Linked DNA regions of Sus scrofa: region 1 is linked to region 2. Evidence: chromatin contacts called from public promoter capture Hi-C data. All regions are on one chromosome and are shown on one strand. The core of a region is the stretch at or near the end of the contact, and the rest is flanking DNA. Distances in the headings are between cores, read along the strand shown. Region 1 holds the start of HIC2 (hypermethylated in cancer 2 protein). Region 2 holds the start of PPIL2 (peptidyl-prolyl cis-trans isomerase-like 2).

Region 1 (4,252 bases), core at 274-2,773, 110 kb after region 2:
TTCTAATCTGTTAAAACAAACTAAAAAAGTAACTTCTTTTAATTTGAATATCTTTGGTGAGTAGGACCTTGACAGTTTCTCAGCGGTTTCTTCAAATAGTAGTTCTCCACTGAGCTCTGTTCCTGGGTTATTTCTTTTCTCCTTTACTGATTTTTTTTTTTTTTTAAGGGACACACCTGCAGCATATGGAGGTTCCCAGGCTAGGAGTCCAGTTGGAGCTGTAGCCACCAGCCTACGCCAGAGCCACAGCAATGTCAGATCTGAGCAGCATCTGCAACCTACACCACAGCTCATGGCAACACCAGATCCTTAACTGGCCGCTCAAGGCCAGGGATCAAACCAGCAACCTCATAGTTGCTAGTTGGAATCGTTGCCCCTGCGCCACACTGGGAACTCCTCCCCTTCACTTATGTTTTGATACTTCCTTTTTCATTAGGCTCTTACCATTTCTGGAATCTGTTTGTAGTCTGTTTCTTGGCTAGCACTGAGTCACTGCAGTAACTTTACAATTTGTCGTGAAGGGAAATGATAACTGGTTTTGGCTATTTATTCTTTCAGGTGAAGTTAGAATTATTTTAAAATCTCAAGAACCATCCTGCTAACACTGCAGTAAACATATATGTTAATTTGTTAGAACCGGGGCATAGTCAGCTTTCTCGACTGGAACCGAGACCCCACAGTCCTGGGTCCCTCTCTTTAGATGGTGAGCCCTTTCGTTTGGTGTCCGAAGTGGGGAGAGGTCCATCAAGCGACTCCTAAAACAGGGCCGCGGCCCCGGGCCCACCCCATCCCCTGCCAACAGTCTGGGTCTGGTGGGTTGGTCTGGGTGCTTCGCTTGACCCTGGGGGCTTGCGAGGGGCTGCGGCCACCGGAAAAGTCTGGCCGAGCACGGCGAGTGGCGACCTCCGCGCCCTCTGAACAGGTACGGCCGGCGCTGCTGCGCTGGGCCGCCGGGACCGGGGATAGGCGAGGGGGTTTCTTTTCTCCGGACGCTGACGGCCAGGCCAGCGGGCCGGACCACGCCGTCTGCAGCCCGCAGCTGCGCGGTGACGCTGGCCGCCAGCGGTGTACAAGGAGCCGGGCTGAGAAGGAGTAACTAACGCGGGGCTGCCAGGGGTCAGGGTCAGGCTCAAGGCGGGGTCGGCTCCGTGTTCGGGGGCTGGCCGTGGGCCTGTAAGTGCCGAGACCCCCTTCGGTGGGAGCGCAGCCCCGACGTTCCGAGACTGAGGTCGCGGCTGACCCCGCACCTGAGGAGGTGCAGTCGAACGCAGGAGGTCTGGGTCCTGCTCCTCCCGCGCCCCTCCTCTACGGCGCCGTCGTGCGGCACAAGCCCCGCCCCGGTTCCGCCCCCGACACTCAGGCCCCGCCCCCGCCCCCGCCCCGCCGCTCGCCCATTCAGATGTGGGTCAGGGGTGAGCGGGCGGCGCCGACGTCACAAGCTTCCAAGATGGCGCCAGGCGGGCGACTGTGAGCGGCGCTCGGGCGCGCGGGGCGGAGAGCCGGGCCGGCGGCGGGCGGACGGGGCGGGCGCGGGCGGCGCGGCGGCGCCGAGGACGAGGCCGCGGGAGGGCTGGCCGGCCGGCGGGCAAGCGCCGCCGCCGACGCACACGAGGTGAGGTGCGCTGGGCTTGGGGCGCGGGCAGTGGGCGGCGGGCGCGCCCCCGGGTAGAGGGGCGTGGGCGGGCGCGCGCTCGGCGACGTGGGGCTGCGCGCGTGGGAGGGGGCGGGACCCCCGGCCTGCCGGCCGCTGGCTGTACTGCCTGTGGCGCTTCGCGCTTTGTGGTCCCCGCATGTTGGGCGGGCAGCGGGGTCCGGGTACAAAGCCTCCGGCCGCGCGGGTGTGCGGCGTGGGGACGGCGGGCGGGCGCCGGCTCTTTGTGCCTTTTCTTCAGTGGTCTAATCCGAGCAGTGTCCGGGAGCGGCGCTGCCTGACAGGCGGGCTCCCATTATTCTGGAGGCCGTGCGCCTGCCGCCGCCCCTCACAGGGGGTTTCGCGGTTTCCACAACTGTGGCCCCGCTCCGTCCGCGTCCCTTCCCTGCCCCCTCCCCGCGGGAGGACGGCTGCGCGCGGGCAGGGCAGGGGCAGGCCTGGAGGGGCCGCTCCCCGAGGTCCGGGCCTGCGTCTGGTGGGCTCGCTGCCCTGCCCCCAGATCTCTCCCGTAGGCAGCGGCTTGGCAGGAAGAGAGATGGGCTTGGGGGAGGGGGTCTCTGGCAGGGGGAGGGAGCTGAAGGGCCCCAGCTTGTCACTCTCTGTTTATCTACTGAGCTGGTTCATATTCACTCTGGCTTAGTTGGGGTGGGGGGAGGCGGGGATGCCTCTCCCCGGGGGGTGGCGACTTAAAGAGGAGGGAACGTGGTCCGATAATGCTCCCTGCGGCCCCACCCAGAACAGCGTGGTACTGCCTGGGGAAGGGAGCCCAGTGAGGATCCGGATGGGCCGGAACGGTTTTGAAGTTATTTATCGGTGTTTCTCCTGTTCACCTCAAGTGTCTTTTCTAGTAAGAGTGGCCAAGCACATCTGGAAAGCTAGGTTCCCCCCCGCTCCCAGCAGGAGGAGTGTAACCCAGGGAGGCCACCCCTCTGACATATGTGGTGGTGGGGGGGAGGGGCAGAGCCTTGCCCATAGGAATCCTGTGGCTGTAAGATTGTTGACTGATGTGAGGATAGCTGTGCCTCTTGTGCTTGGGGGAGGGGGAGAGCTGGCAGGTAGCGGAGGGGCCTCCAGAGCTCTAGGCTGAACTTGGGGCTGTTCCCCAGGGACCCTGGCTGAAGGGATGGAGCTGGGTCGCCCAAACCCAGGACCTTTCTGGAGCTGGCATTTATTGCTTCCTGGCTCCTGGCTTTACTTCTTCCCCTCTGTTCCCATCTGCCAGCGTCTGGACTCCCTGGGCCTTTCAGCAGACATTTTCAGGAGCACAGGCCATGTGGCCGGTCTGTAGCCCTGGCTCAAGGAGCTGGCGTAAGCTCAGCAGAGCAGGGCCGCTGGAGTGGTCTGAAAAAAAAAAAAAAAAAAAAAAAATAGCAGATGGGCCGGCCTCAGGCTGGCCTCCAGAGACAAAGCTGTGTGGTGAGATTGCTGGTTTAGTGGCCTCTTAGCACCGAAGGGGGGCTGGGGGGATGGGAGGCGGATACTTGGGGGCCGAAGCGAGTCCTTTGGCCATGGAGTGGGTTGCCTTCCCTGCCTGTGAGTGAACCGGTGTGTGTGGTTGGGCTTATTATGAAAACCTCTAGATCCCATGGTCAAGGAGGAGCCTAGGAAGCCTGGGAGGGGGTTTCCCACCTGGCCGCCTGCCTTGGGGTTTGCACTCCCAGGTTGCTTTCCTTTGGCTCCTGGCTTCCTGCAGGCCAGTTTTGGGGTGTAGCTGAGTGCTCATTGCCCAGCTTCCCTGGCCATTTGACTTGAGTGCTGTTGTGTACCCAGGATTTCTCCTGCAGTGTTTTCTTGCCAGTTGTTGGGACTTGTAGATTAGTCACTCAGCTTTTACAAGCGATTCCTGAAAAGAAAAATCTCCCTCTGGTTGTAGGCCCTGAGTGGAGGAAGCAGCAGCCTGAGGGATCCAGGCCTTTAATTAAAGCAAAACCGAAATGATTGTTGCAGTTGCTGGAGGGAGAGGAGGAGATGCAGGTGGGGTGGAGGCGATGTGCCCTGTCCTGTAGCGAGGTACCTGCCGGGGACAGGTAGGCAACATCCCCTTCTCTCTGCCTGGTCTTGGACAGCAGCCCAGCCTCCTCCACAAGCTGCGGTCCTGGATTAATCCTCACGTAGTGTTTTCTTTCCATAGATCAGATTTCTCATTTTGTTAATAAGCACAGTCTCCAACCCACTTGAAGTCAGCTGTCGTGGACTCAGCAACAGGGTTTTGCATTATTGAGCTGACAGGCCTGCTGCCTTCCCAGAGTCCTTATTGTCTGCCAGGGTTGGACCTGGGGGGTGGGGTGAGGTGGGGGCAGTGCCTTTTCTTCGGCAGTGCGCCCCCAGAGAGGGCTGTCAGGGCAATTCTTCAGAGCCAGGAGTGAGGAGGGAATAAAGTTCAGTTTACCCAGGGGACCTGCAGCCCTGCCCTTTTGCAGTCAGCCCCACCCCACAGCTCGCCTGCCTGGCCCACGGGGGCTGAGGGCCACTGCCCCCAGGACCCAATCACTGGAGGGCAGGGGCTCTCAGTTCTGGCTGCTTCTGCAGAGAAGAAACCAAAAGTCTGGTTCCTCCTGGCCCTCTGAGACTGAGTGAGGGGGTTCTCCTGGCAGGCAGTGA
Region 2 (4,435 bases), core at 1,745-4,244:
GGCAGCTACAGCTCTGATTCCACCCCTAGCCTGTGAGCTTACATATGCTGCAGGTGCGGCCCTAAAAAGAAAAAAAAAAAAAAAAAAAAAAAAAATCACCACGGACATTAAACATTTCTCTGTTTAGTGTGTTCCCTTTTTTGTGAGCTGCCCATGCCTCAGCCCATTTATCTACTACAGTTCCCATGTTCTTGTTAATTGTTAAGGCTCACTGTACCGTGAAGGCATCATTCCTTAATTACACTCACACATACACCAAAGGGGCACAGAAGGATTTCAAACCTTACCTGGTTTCTTGCCACCATAGAAGTGAGTATATTCTGCGCAGGTGATGTACCTGAAAAGAGAGAATCTTACTACCATCCCCTTAATAAGGAAAACAAAGTCTCTGGAAGTAAGGAACTGACAATTGAACCATTTCACTAATTCTTCAAATGCTTATTAAGCACCTACATGCATTAGGCACATGGTGATATACACACAAAAGAACACAGGGACACACAAACCAGCAAGCAAACACAAACCATCCTGCTCTGAAGGAAATGAACTGAATTTAATAGAAGGCTTAATGATGAGAAGCAGCCGGCCAGGTGACAATCTAGGAGAAGACCTTTCCAGGCAGACGGACTAAACAGGCTAATCAAGTACAAAAACGCTGAGAAAGGAAAAGCTGGAGTGTTCCCCAAAATGGGTAAGGTGAAGATGGGTAAAGTGAAGATGAAGTGCACACACAGGGGCTCATGGCCACTGGTGATAGGGCCGAGGGTAATGGTTGCATCACAAGAGGCCCCAAAGGCCACGTGAGGATTCGAGATTTGCTTCAAGTAAGGTGGAGAGCTACTGGAGGATTTTTTTTTTTATTTTTGCTTTTTAGGGACCCATCCACAGCATATGGAAGCTCCCAGGCTAGGAGGTGAATCAGAGCTGTAGCTGCTGGCCTATGCCACAGCAATGTAGAATCTGAGCAGTGTCTGCAACCTATACCACAGCTCACACCAATGCCAGATTCAAGCCGAATCTGCAACATACACCACAGCTCAAGGCAATGCCCGATTCCCCAACCCACTGAGCAAGGCCAGGGATCAAACTCACATCCTCATGGATACTAGTCAGATTCGTTTCCATTGTGCCATAACGGGAGCTCCTGCTGGAGGGTTTTGAACAGTCATTCCCTGACTAGATCGAGAATGTCCTCCAAGATTCACTCTGGTTGCTGGGTGCAGAGGGACAAGCAAGAGGCAGCAGAAAACCAATGAGAGGAGAACTACAAAGGTCTAAGAAGGACATGGCATAAACTCCACCTGTGGGAGGAGTGGTGGATGAGGGGGAACTGATCAGTTCCTGGAAAAGCCAGCAGGACTTACTGGCCAACAGGAGGCAGGGGGAGCTAAGAGAAACTTCTAGCCTTCTGACCCCAGCAAACTGAGCAGTGGTATGACCACTGAGATGGAAAAATTGGGGCAGAGTTCCCTTTGTGGCACAGTGAAAAGGAATCTGACTAGTGTCCATGAGGATTTGGGTTCGATCCCTGGTCTCTCAGTGGGTTAAAGATCCAGCATTGCCATGAGCTGTGGTGTAGGTAGCAGGCGGGGCTCAGATCCCTCATTGCTATGGTTGTGGTGTAGGCCTGTAGTTGTAGCTCTGAGTCAACCCTTAGCCTGGGAACTTCTATATGCTACGAGTGCAGCCCTAAAAAGAAAAAAAAAGAAGAAAGAAAAATTTTAGCAACATGGATGGACCTAGAAATCATCATGTTAAGTGAAGTCAGTCAGACAATGAGACACCAACATCAAATGCTATCAGATATGTGGAATCTGAAAAAAGGACACAATGAACTTCTTTGCAGAACAGATATTGACTCACAAACTTTGAAAAACTTATGGTTTCCAAAGGAGACAGTTTGGGGGGTGGGGGGATGCGCTGGGGGTGTTGGATGGAAATCCTATAAAATCGGATTGTCATGATCATTGTACAACTATAAATGTAATAAATTCATTGAGTAATTTAAAAAAAGAAAAGAAAAAAGAAAGAAAGATGGGGGCAGAGCAGGCTCAGGTGCAACAATCCAGAGCTCCACGTGGGGCATAGTGAATTGGAGATGTCCCTCAGATCTCCAAAAGGAGGTGTCTGGCAAGCAGCTGATCACTGCAAGACTGGTGTGACCACCGCGGAGAAGAGTAAACTGGGAGGGGGGGGGGGGCGGTACAGAACTATGAGGTCCGAGAGAGGGGAGGAGGATCCAACAAAGGAGACGGAGAAAGAGAAGCCCCTGAGGAGTGTATGGTGTCCCAGACACCAGAGAAGGGCTATTCGGCCGTGTCACACGCTGCTGAGAAGCCCAACAAAACGAGGTCTGAAAACTGACTCCCAGATGTAGCCACGCAAAAGTTACTGGATCCCAACAAGAGCAGCGCGGGGGGGTCGAGTGCCTGGCTGTTGTGGTTTCAAAAGGACAGCAAGAAACAGCAGGTAGACACAGGCCTTTCCCATCCTGCCATGAAGAAAATCAAAGAAACTCGATGGCAGCTGGTGGGGCAAGGCTGGTCTGTTTCTAATAGGAGATGCTGGAACTCTCGGGTAGGCTGGGGGGCGTGAACCGCGCGCGGGGTAAGACAGCAGTGGCGGAGCTGAAGGAACGGGGACCCTGGGAAACCCTGAGCCTTACGGGGCCGCCCCGCCGGCGTAGGCCGAAGGCTTCTGGGGAAGCGAAGCTGAGAGGGGTTCGGGGAAAAGGCGCAACGCAGGAACGGCCACAGGCGGGACTGAGGCCAACGGGGCCCGCTCCCGGAGGGGGGCTACTTACATCTTGTCTTTCTGGTGCTGTCGCTTCCCCATGGCGTCGGTGGCAGCGGCGGCGCCGGCAGGACGAGCGAACGTGGCAAAACAACCCCAGACAACTCAGACAGCCGCGTCTCCGAAGAAAAACAATCGCAGACAACTCAGACTCCAGCGTCTCCGTCGACCTCGTAACAACTTCCGGGTCCCTTGGCCCCCCCCCGCCCCGCCCCGCCCCGCCCCGCCCCGGAAGCTGGCGCTGGGTATGCCGGGAACCGTGGTGCCCAGCGCGCGTGCCCGAGGTGGGGGGCGGGGGGCGCTTGGGTGCTGGGGCTTCTGGGCCAGCCCTAGGCAGAGCCACCTTACCCCGAAGGCCCATCTTCCCGGGTGCCTTTCTCTGGACCGTTGCCTATCTGCCCCACAGGGCTTAGACCCACCCTAGTTTGACCTGATTTCTCAGGTCTTTAAAAAGCCCGCCTGGGAGTTCCTGTCGTGGCTCAGCTGAAACGAATTTGACTAGAGGACTCAGGTTCGATCCCCGGCCTCGCTCAGTGGCTTAATGATCCGCTTAACCACCTTGTTGTGAGCTGTGGTGTAGGTCTCAGACGCGGCTCGGATCCTGCGTTGCGGTGGCTATGGCATAGGCCAGCGGCTACAGCTTCAATTCCACCCTTAGCCTGGGAAACTCCATGTGCCACGGGTGCGGCCTTAGGAAAAAAAAAAAGCCCACCTAGCTCAGCGGGTTAGGGATCCCACGTTGCCACAGCTGTGGTGCAGTTTGCACCTAGGGCAGGATTTGATCCCTGGCTTGAGAACTTTACACATTCTGCGATTGTAACAAAAAAGTAAATATAAAGGAAAACTCCCACTAGGCCCCATATCCACTCCTCAACTACCCCCCCCCCGCCCCCCCAAGGCAGACAGCTCAAAAGGGACATCCACACTTTCTGTCCACCCGCTCACTGCCCATACAGTTCCCACTGCCTCCAGGCCCTTCTCCTGGGAGGCCCAGGGGCAGGAGCCATCAAGCCTGAAAGTCCAAAGCCCTGATGATACCTTCTGTCTCTTCAGCCAGACCACCATGTTTGTGTGCCCCAGCCAAGCCCTGGACCTCCCTCTACAGTCAAGCACTGGGTGATCTTGCCCAGATTGATGGCTTTAAACACTGTATCCCTTGATTCCCAAACACTAAATTGCCAGCACTCTTGGGAGTGCCTGTTGTGGCTTAGAGGTAACCCGACTAGTATCCATGAGGACACAGGTTCAATTCCTGTCCTTGCTTGGTGGGTTAAAGGATCTGGTGTTGCTGCTGTATAGGTCACAGACTTGGCTCGGATCCTGAGTTGCTGTGGTTGTGGTGTAGGCTGAGTTCCCATGTTGGATCCCAGCCTCCCTGACTTGACCACCTGACCACCTACTGTGTGCAGGCTCAGACCCATGAGCCTCTGGCTTGCAGTACCCTGACCACTACTTGGGACAGGAGAAAGCCCAAGGGACAGCATGGTCCCTGGGGAGCGAGGCACAAGGAAGGCACCTCCGGGGGGAATTTATTCATTTCTCTGGCCGTGCTTTGCACAAGAGAGGTTACGGGTCCCTCTGGTAGGGCACAGGCTCCACGCTGCCAGGGTCATTCTCTGAGTCATCTTGGGGATGGGGCACA

What was found. Promoter capture Hi-C pulls out the DNA fragments that hold promoters and counts their contacts.
Region 1: a contact with region 2 is called in a promoter capture Hi-C map of fetal liver, with 2.2 times the contacts expected there. The contact joins the promoter of HIC2 here to the promoter of PPIL2 in region 2. A contact is called at or near these places in 1 of 5 promoter capture datasets (fetal liver), 1 of 47 Hi-C or Micro-C datasets (liver) and 1 of 2 datasets of contacts at active chromatin or transcription factors (alveolar macrophages).

Annotation. Positions count from the first base shown.
Region 1 is chr14:50,346,052-50,350,303 of Sscrofa11.1, forward strand. It overlaps HIC2 (hypermethylated in cancer 2 protein), which reads left to right and starts at 1,524. Exons shown (of 4, transcript XM_021072792.1): 1 at 1,524-1,617.
Region 2 is chr14:50,229,848-50,234,282 of Sscrofa11.1, forward strand. It overlaps PPIL2 (peptidyl-prolyl cis-trans isomerase-like 2), which reads right to left and starts at 2,995. Exons shown (of 21, transcript XM_001929539.5): 1 at 2,804-2,995; 2 at 288-337. The coding sequence starts at 2,835. LOC100155534 (verprolin) reads right to left here. Exons shown (of 7, transcript XM_013983173.2): 7 at 4,306-4,435. The coding sequence ends at 4,360.